Linked DNA regions of Mus musculus: regions 1 and 3 are each linked to region 2. The links are chromatin contacts, called in public Hi-C and promoter capture Hi-C maps. All regions are on one chromosome and are shown on one strand. The core of a region is the stretch at or near the end of the contact, and the rest is flanking DNA. Distances in the headings are between cores, read along the strand shown. Region 1 overlaps Myo1b (myosin IB). Region 2 has its middle 18 kb from the start of Gm33795. Region 3 overlaps Myo1b (myosin IB).

The links. Promoter capture Hi-C pulls out the DNA fragments that hold promoters and counts their contacts. A called contact is a pair of places that touch in the nucleus more often than the background predicts.
Region 1: a Hi-C map of bone marrow-derived macrophages shows a contact between it and region 2, with 2.5 times the contacts expected there. The contact joins two enhancer-like sites. A contact is called at or near these places in 5 of 39 promoter capture datasets (cranial neural crest, frontonasal cranial neural crest, liver and 1 more), 21 of 484 Hi-C or Micro-C datasets (Th2 cells, bone marrow-derived dendritic cells, bone marrow-derived macrophages and 11 more), 4 of 115 datasets of contacts at active chromatin or transcription factors (bone marrow-derived dendritic cells, double positive thymocytes, hepatocytes and 1 more) and 5 of 9 other capture datasets (adipose tissue, bone marrow-derived macrophages, embryonic stem cells and 2 more).
Region 3: a promoter capture Hi-C map of liver shows a contact between it and region 2. The contact joins two enhancer-like sites. A contact is called at or near these places in 1 of 39 promoter capture datasets (liver), 2 of 15 datasets of contacts at CTCF or cohesin (CD8 T cells and large pre-B cells), 7 of 484 Hi-C or Micro-C datasets (B cells, CD8 T cells, embryonic stem cells and 2 more), 1 of 115 datasets of contacts at active chromatin or transcription factors (embryonic stem cells) and 4 of 9 other capture datasets (adipose tissue, embryonic stem cells, liver and 1 more).

Annotation. Positions count from the first base shown.
Region 1 is chr1:51,806,982-51,809,763 of GRCm38.p6, forward strand. The region is part of intron 7 of Myo1b (myosin IB); the gene reads right to left. Among named protein-coding and RNA genes, the nearest start is that of Myo1b, 110 kb to the right of the region's middle. Within about 2 kb of position 1,425, at least 20 of the 459 cell types and tissues checked have an H3K27ac peak or open chromatin away from gene starts, as enhancers often do. A contact at or near this core is called in bone marrow-derived macrophages, where this site is marked.
Region 2 is chr1:51,933,151-51,936,012 of GRCm38.p6, forward strand. No RefSeq gene overlaps it. Among named protein-coding and RNA genes, the nearest start is that of Gm33795, 18 kb to the left of the region's middle. Within about 2 kb of position 1,576, at least 117 of the 459 cell types and tissues checked have an H3K27ac peak or open chromatin away from gene starts, as enhancers often do. A contact at or near this core is called in bone marrow-derived macrophages, liver and uterus, where this site is marked.
Region 3 is chr1:51,848,474-51,851,173 of GRCm38.p6, forward strand. All of the region lies in intron 3 of Myo1b (myosin IB), which reads right to left. Among named protein-coding and RNA genes, the nearest start is that of Myo1b, 66 kb to the right of the region's middle. Within about 2 kb of position 1,273, at least 55 of the 459 cell types and tissues checked have an H3K27ac peak or open chromatin away from gene starts, as enhancers often do. A contact at or near this core is called in liver and uterus, where this site is marked.

The DNA.
Region 1 (2,782 bases), core at 175-2,674, 130 kb before region 2:
TACACTAAATCTGTAGTGTTACTTCTTAAATTATTCTAAAGCATATACTGACATGTTAGTGTGTGTGTGTGTGTGTGTGTGTGTGTGTGTGTGTGTGTGTGTGTGTGTGATAGGCCAGATTTATTCAGCTGCTGGTTATTCAGCAATAGATAGGTTGCCTCTATGCTTACAGACTATGCATTTGGTGGAAGGCAATGAACAAATTGGTATTTAATAATGGAAAATAAACATTCATTGAGCGTTCACTACATGCCAGGCCCCAAAGAAGCACTTTAGAGCAAATGAATAAGAGATCCTCACATAGCTAGACATTACTAATCTCACTTCAAGGATGAGGATGTAGAGGACCAGAGAACTGCAGTAACTTGCTGTCTTTGAAGAGACACCAGAGAGATCATGTGATAAACAAGGAAGAGATGTGCTCATGAAGTACATGCCCAAATGATGATAGTGGACAGCCAGGGCTGCCTATGTCTCTCCATTAGTCACGTGAGGCATTATTTCACTAGGTTCCTGACACCCAAATGGGATGGGGGCAGCCCGAGTTTTCACCTTAGTTTATGCATTAGATGGTTCACTTGAAAATAGAGACTATTTTCAGAGCAAATTCCTCTGTGCTGTTCTTTGATCAGATAAAAACCCTTGAGATTTATATCATATGTTTCTACAGTCTGATTGCGTCCAACAACACAGATTTGAGAAGGTGCCTGGGAATATTAAAAGAAAGGAGGAGAGGAGGGAGCAGGAAGAGGAGGAAGAGGAGAGGGAAGAAGAGGAGGAAGAGGGAGGAAGAGGGAAGAGGAGGAGGAAGAAGAGAAAGAGAAGAAAGAAGAAGAGGAGGAGGAGGAGGAGAAGGAGGAGGAGGAGGAGGAGGAGAAACCTGGTTTCTCAAAGAGGAACCTAGTTTCGTAACTGTAGGGCACGAAAACATTAAATACAAGCACTTGGACTAGTATGTGACCAACAAGCCATCACCAACTAGGAACAAAGACGCTCCAGGTGGGTGGAACATCTTCCACGTGTTTTATCTTCTCTACTAAAGAAAGCATTTGTCACCTTCCATTTTAATTGCACCTCCTACCTCATAGCACTGCCCTCTGGGGATCTATAACTTTTCAGGTGAGTTCCAGACTTACAATTGCATTGCATATCTCTTTTAGAAAGAGGGAACTGTGTTGTTGGCCTCTGTTTTCCACTTCTCAGGTATACAACTGTCTAGAGGGCTCTTGCACCTCTCCTAGGGTGATAATTTTAGCCAGTAACAATTTGTGCTTTTACCAATGGTTGCTGGGAAAGGAAGCAATGTATATCTTCTACAAAACAGCAAAGTCTGTCCTCTTTTCCAGGCTGCAAGAGGCTACTTGTCATGGTCATGGCCAGGGAAATCACCCAGTGTTTTATATGCACTGGAGCCAGCCCAGCAGCTCCTGTGACCACCATGACTCAGCCCTGTCTATATGGGGTGAAATTTCCTGTTCTCTCTAAAGCAAAGGATACTCTTAAACACCAGGGTGTTCCCACTTCACGATTTTCTTGTGGGAACAACCAGTAACCAAGACCATATGAAATTTCATTCACACAGACATATTAATCTTAATGGAAAAGAAATGTTTATTATTTAGTCTCCATGGAAACTGTAAGAATCCCCTGATTCTTGTGTCAAGGAGACATTTCTGTTTAAAACGTGAAACGTGAACTTAAATTTCAAATCCAAAACTATTTTCTCATACTTATGATGAAGTAACCTTTAATTATCTTCATAGACTTGTCAAGAACGGTACTGACGGAATCATTCCAGAATATTCATCTGCAGGCTCTGTGATGAAAGGAGGAACCTAATGCTACCACCAATGTAATAACTAGTTCATGTAATAACTAGGGTTAATCATATAATAACTAGGGTTAATGTGCCTTATAAAAAGAAAGTACTAAAGATTTGTCGATAGCTTGCCAAATTAAAATTAGTTGTTCCTAAAAATGGTGGTGTGTGAGACGCAAGTCATCCCATCTCCTAGACAACTCTCATCAGCTGCCATGCACCGCAGGAAGTCTGCCTGGGCGGCCTGGTAGGGGTCGCAAACGTTTGCTGCTGGTTACAGGATATGCACGCTGCACCAACGAGTACTTTGCTTCCATATTTGGCATATAAAATCATCTAATCTAAATTGCAGAATCCTACGCAATTTCATTTCATATTCGAACTTTCCCTTCAAGGCATTTTCCTCATAATGATGCATTCTCACAAACATGTACAATCAAAATGAATAGCACACAAAAACACACAGTCAGGCAAACCAAAAGGAAAAGTTGAATCACGTAAGAACTGCAAAAGACCGAGGGAAAAGGACCACAGAACTCACCATCATTTCAAAGATGAGAGAATGATAGCCCTGTCTGTGAATAGTGATGAGATTTTTGTTTTAAAATTTAGCTACTTGCGGGGCTGGGCGATAGCTCAGCTGATAAGGTGCCTGCCACAAGGGTGTGACAACACAAGTTCAGATCTCTGGGACTTGGTAAAGACCCAGACTCTGGGACATGCACCTACAATACCCTGGGGACACAGATATACAAGAACTTTGGCACAAGCTAGCCTGTGGTCAAGCAAGATCAATGATCTCCAGGTTCAAGAAGATTTCATCTCAAAAAATAAGGCGGAGAGAAAATAAAGATATTGACCTCTGACCTCCAAACACTAATAAAGACATTGACTTCTGACCCTCATAAAGTCACGAAAAGCCATAAGTGTTTTCATTCTTGTCCTCTCCTTCCTTCCCCCAAC
Region 2 (2,862 bases), core at 326-2,825:
TAAGAGTACTATAAAGAAGCACTGCAGCTTGTGCCTTGCCACTGAGTCATTTGCTCTAGGGAAAGGCAGATATCATATCATGAGGATGCTCAGTCAACACGTGGAAAGGTCCACGGGGTGAGGGACTAAGGCCTTGTAAAGCCCAACCAATTCCTTTTTTAAAAAGAAACTCCATTTTGTTCGAGGCCAGGGGCTAAACTCCAGTTCCAGGAATAAAGTCAGAGTCCTCCTGAGCAAGTACCCTATGACAACCCATCCCCCTTAGCAACAGCCAGTGAGGCTACAATAGCAGGGTCAAGATAACTCAAGACATCCTGCAGAGAATAAGTAACTTATCCATCCTGGTGGTCCGATGGCTTCGTTCTCATCTTCAGTTCCTACGGAGTACAGCAGAAATGTAGTTTTTAAAATATTAACTTGCTGACCTGTATAGATGCATGCCCCAAGTTTGCTGTATCCGCAATACAAATCCTGAACCCCTAGACTCAGGGCTCTCACTCTGACCCACTATGATGGTGAGAGAGACCTTGCTCACAATAAAGACCGTTACATGGTTTACATTGGAATTGGCTCCTTAGTGGTCTTTGGGTACATGCAACTTGGGCTTAACAGCCTCCTGACAGCAATCATTTAAATCAACTCTCTCAAATCTTGAAAACCTTGGCTGCCTGACTCCTCACCCAGCACTTGCCTTCTGAGAGGGAACCATCTAGACGCGCCACTTAATTACTGATACTCAGGAACTATGTCATAAGTTTGTTGTTTTGAGCTAGGATAATTTATTTTATGTAGTAATGGATAATTCATATATTATGTAATGGTACAATATTATATGTTTGGTACAGTATTATAATTGATTTGATTATGCCATTTCAGACCCTGTAGGCATTTAATCCATGGGACACTGTAGGAATGCTCTTCTGTGAGCAACAGAGGGTTTCTCTCCACCCTTTCCTTGTGCCAAGGTCTTCTTTTAATTTGGGCCATGGCCTTTGACATTGTGTCTGATTCTTAATTCAAAGACTACCAAACATGCTCCTCCCACAAAGAGCGGCCTCCCTTCTAATTGACCAGTGTTGCTCCAGTTACGAGTCATGTCATACCTCTGTGACGTGGCCTAGAGTTGCAGCTCAAGATTTTATAGCCATATTTATACCGCCTGCACAGCATGGAATGAGGCCAGCAGAAGTTGCACCCCATGGCTCTATAATCTGCTCTAGTCACCCAGTTTGGAATAGGACTGATTAGAGGAGCTTCGAGAGATAAGCCATCGAGGCTATGGCCTAGCTCCATGTCCTTGTTCTGTAGGATCCCGTCTCAGTGATGAGTGAGAAGGTTAGTGGCTTGTGCAATACCAGTAGACACACTTGAAAAGTGAGTCCCTCCCTGCCTATGCAGTAACATCAGAGCATGAGGGTCCTAAGTGTAATTTCTGATCCAGCAAGCTAGACGTTTAAAACCTGATGGGTGATGACCACAGTGTCTGGGACTTCCTCTCACTGTGTACCATTCAGAGGGCAGATGCGAAACAGGAACATGAACAATAGATAGAGTGGTCTGCCACTTCCTCTTTCTGCACGTCGGGGAAGTTTCATTCACCAAAACAAAGTTATCACTGCTCTGTAAAGTGACAACTATGTCACTTTACAGCACTGTGTCAATACAGAAAACCAGACAGTCACAGCTCCCTGGCACAGAGGCACCCAGGAAGTGGGAACTGTCTAGTGTTAGAGAATAAAGTGAAGATGACTTACTGAACCACCATCCTCCACTTTTAATTCAACTTTATAAGGCAAAACTGGTAATGGGTTGGAAATAAAGGAGAGAGCACAGTGGTGGGAGAAAGCAGGACTCTATGATCATCACTGCACTACAGAATCCACCCTAAGCTCTGATCTCAAGGCAAACCCTTCACTTTAAATGAGCCTATTATGCTCACAGCAGATGCAGCCAAGAACAGGAAAAGCCAGGTCTGCCCCACTGAGCATTTTTCAACAGAAGGCTTAGGGAATTTGTTTACTATCCTGATAACCTTTACTCCAGACCAATGGCCCTCCTCTGGTTCTGTTTTTAAAACCTGAGTTTGTCAGATGAGGAAGGCTAAGCCAATTAGCCAGCTGAGCTAAGTCAGAGTTTAAGAGGAGTCCCTAGAGAAGGCCCCATCCTGCCTCTCATGTCAAATCTATCCTAACGTGGTGTCTCCAGAGGTAGAACCACAAAGACACTCCATGAGGACATTGGCCCGCCTCTGATTTGGTTTTACATTTTCTCTTTGTGTTGTCTTTGTAAGGTATGATGATTATGATGTTTGAGCCTGTCTTCCCAAATACAGCTCCTAACACATGATTTCAGAGTTCACAGAAAGAAGGGAGAATTGAGAAATGGACACGTGTAATGGGATTAAATGAGACTTGGTTTTGCCGAGTTCCCGGTGGTTCTAAACACAGCCTATATGATCCCAAACAACAAGAGCCATTCTGCAGTTTGCATGATTAGTTAATGAGCACCTACTAAGCACATGGAACTGAGGTAGTGCATGATACTCTAAGAACATTACACTTCTATTTCATGCACAGAGTCTTTCAGCTCCTTCTAAAGCTGAAGACAGAAACAATCTTGTCTTTAACTTCAGCAGAAAGTTCCACACAGAGAATATTTTTCAAAGTATCTTCTCTCCCATGGAAAGGTTCTCTAAGCAGGCACTGCCTATCTTTACGAATAAATTGTTTTTAAAAGTTTACCTCACAGCTCATATGCAAATTCTTATTGGTAGATAAGAGAATAACTAATTGCAGTAGATGAAGAAGTTTTCTTACATGATGCATTTAGATACCGTTATGGGAATCTTTGGGGTGGGAGGGA
Region 3 (2,700 bases), core at 23-2,522, 85 kb before region 2:
AAAATACAACATCCTGCTCAGGCTAAAATCTATGCTAAAGCTTTTACATGGCTCCTATGAGCTGAGTTGACAAACACTAACAACTATGCACTAATGATGTAGGAGGCAGGAGCTGCGGTGAGACACTGTATCTCACTTTGCACTCCTCTTGCTGGCACAAGGGAAGATTGGTTCCCAGCCTCCTCTGCAGGTAGAGTGAGCCCACATGACTATGCACAGACCAATGAGGAAGGCCCAAAGGAGCACTTCTCTTCCCCATCTAGTAGCCTTATAAACCAGGTGCTGCCAAGGTGATATAAGCAGGTTGGAAGAGAGCCCGAGGACAGCTATGTGACATGTATCAGACTGGGCCAGCATCTGGAAACAAACTTTTGTCCTGGCAAGCCTTAGTCACAGGCTAATTCCTTTATCACGCCCCTCCCTCATACTCCATTACTAGATCTCGAGCACACTATAATCTTGAATCTTCACAAATTTGTTGGCAGTCAGAACAGACTAGCTGAACATTAAAAGCAAATATTTCCTGACTATATTATCACATACCTAAAAGTAAGGCACATGTATCCCATACAATACTTTGGGGAACTGATAGAAAATATTAGAATTTTTATTAATCATGACTTAAAGGTTTGAATTCATGTTTGTATGTATGTGTCATAAGGTACACAGTGCATTAGAACAATGGTACTGAACCACGTAACAACAAGCATACTGGACCATGTAAGAAGCATACTGGGTGCATGTTAAGACCAGTGATCACGGAGCAACTAAGGAAGGGTAGGTAACATGTTATCCTGGCTTGGAGCTGTTTACTCTTGTAAAAGCCCAGTACATAAATAGAGAACACTGAGATAGATCAGACATTGTACAATAAAGAACTGCACATATTCCAAACAATTCCATTTCCAAAGCCAGACTCTTTACCTAGGACATATTTTAATTCTTGAAGTGATATTCATGATCAGTGTTATCTGTGTGCAATCATCAAAGAAAAATGTCCCTAAGTACAGAGAATGATAGACAATTTTCAAGTTGTAAAAATCATGGTCCCTTAACTATACGCCTGCAGGGCAGAGTTGGCCGTTTCCCACCCTAGACACAATGCTACTTAGATGAAAGCTACCTTAGGAAAAGGAAGCAACGTTCAAAGCAGCAGATATTATTTTCTGTGGCTTTTAGAAACAATGCCCAGAAAGCACACATGCAGATTTCCACACTTCCTTCTTCCTTCTCCTCAAGGCTCCAGGTAATGATTAACCAGATAGCAATGACTCACTGAGCTAACGTCATCTCGAATAGCTACATGTGCTCAGCTTACAAATTACACCTTTAGTGCCTTTATACTTTAGCAACGTTTTTCTTTAATAAATCTGCATGGCCTTGGGTGAGAATGTTCCATTTGAACTGTCTTGTTTTACGCACTGTTCTATTTATACAAGCAAAATATGTGTGTGTCCCTGCCAGCCAAGGCAGCTTTACACACTGTCACTACCTAGCTAAAGGTGACAGAGGACACATGGACAGGAGAGCATCTTCTGAACCCACAGCAGTTGGCGATGCCTACCCTTCCCCAACACAGACGTCCATCCTGGAAAGCAGCCAGCTCCTCCCTCTCCAGATCCTTTCGAAGTCCACACTGTTACAGTGGACAGAGGAAAAATGCTTAGTAGAAATGATGTATTTCCTACCCTAGTCCTCTAGTGCTAATTTTTGTAAAATTAAGCTAAGCCATTTATAAGGCTTAGGATATTCTTTTTAGCCTTGACACCCACCTCCCATGCATCCAGGTGCTGGACACCAATACCCAAAGAGAAAAACTTCATACACACAGCAAACATTACCTTTGTAGAAGCCATTCAGTACATTTTGCATCAAATGTTGCCCCTCCTGAATGATATTATTATCCATCACCAATATCAGCTAGAAAATTTGTCATAAAATATAAATGAATTAACATGCTTACACTTATAAGTTACTTGCAAAATAAGTCACTCATCATTCATTCATTAAAATAATACATATATACACATTGGAGCACATTCAACAAGCCTGAAATTTTTTCTAGTTGGTTCACTATTCATTCATGAAAATATTACATACATACATGTTTGAGCATATTCGACAAATCTGAAATTTTTTTTCCAGTTGACAATTGGGTTGAAAGTAGGCAATTCTTTCCAGACTTAAATTGTAATTTCAAGTAACACCTGTTTCCAAACCGCACCCACTCCTACTCCTTTAGAGTAACCGCCACAATACTTCAGTCCTCTCAATGACGCAAACATATGGATATTTTAAATGTTTTAATAAAATTAAAACTGGTTCTACATGGAGTTACCAACTTAACCCAAATAGCTTTTCCTAAAACCCTGGCTAATGTGTGCCATGGTGTGTGTGTGTGTGTGTGTGTGTGTGTGTGTGTGTGTGTGTGTGTCTTAGTCAGGGCTTCTATTCCTGCACAAACATTATGACCAAGAAGCAAGTTGGGGAGGAAAGGGTTTATTCAGCTTACTCTTCCACATTGCTGTTCATCACTAAAAGAAGTCGGGACTGGAACTCAAGCAGGTCAGGAAGCAGGAACTGATTCAGAGGCCATGGAGGGATGTTCTTTACTGGCTTGCTTCCCCTGGCTTGCTAAGCCTGCTCTCTTATAGAACCCAAGACTACCACCCCAGGGATGGTCCCACCCACAATAGGCCC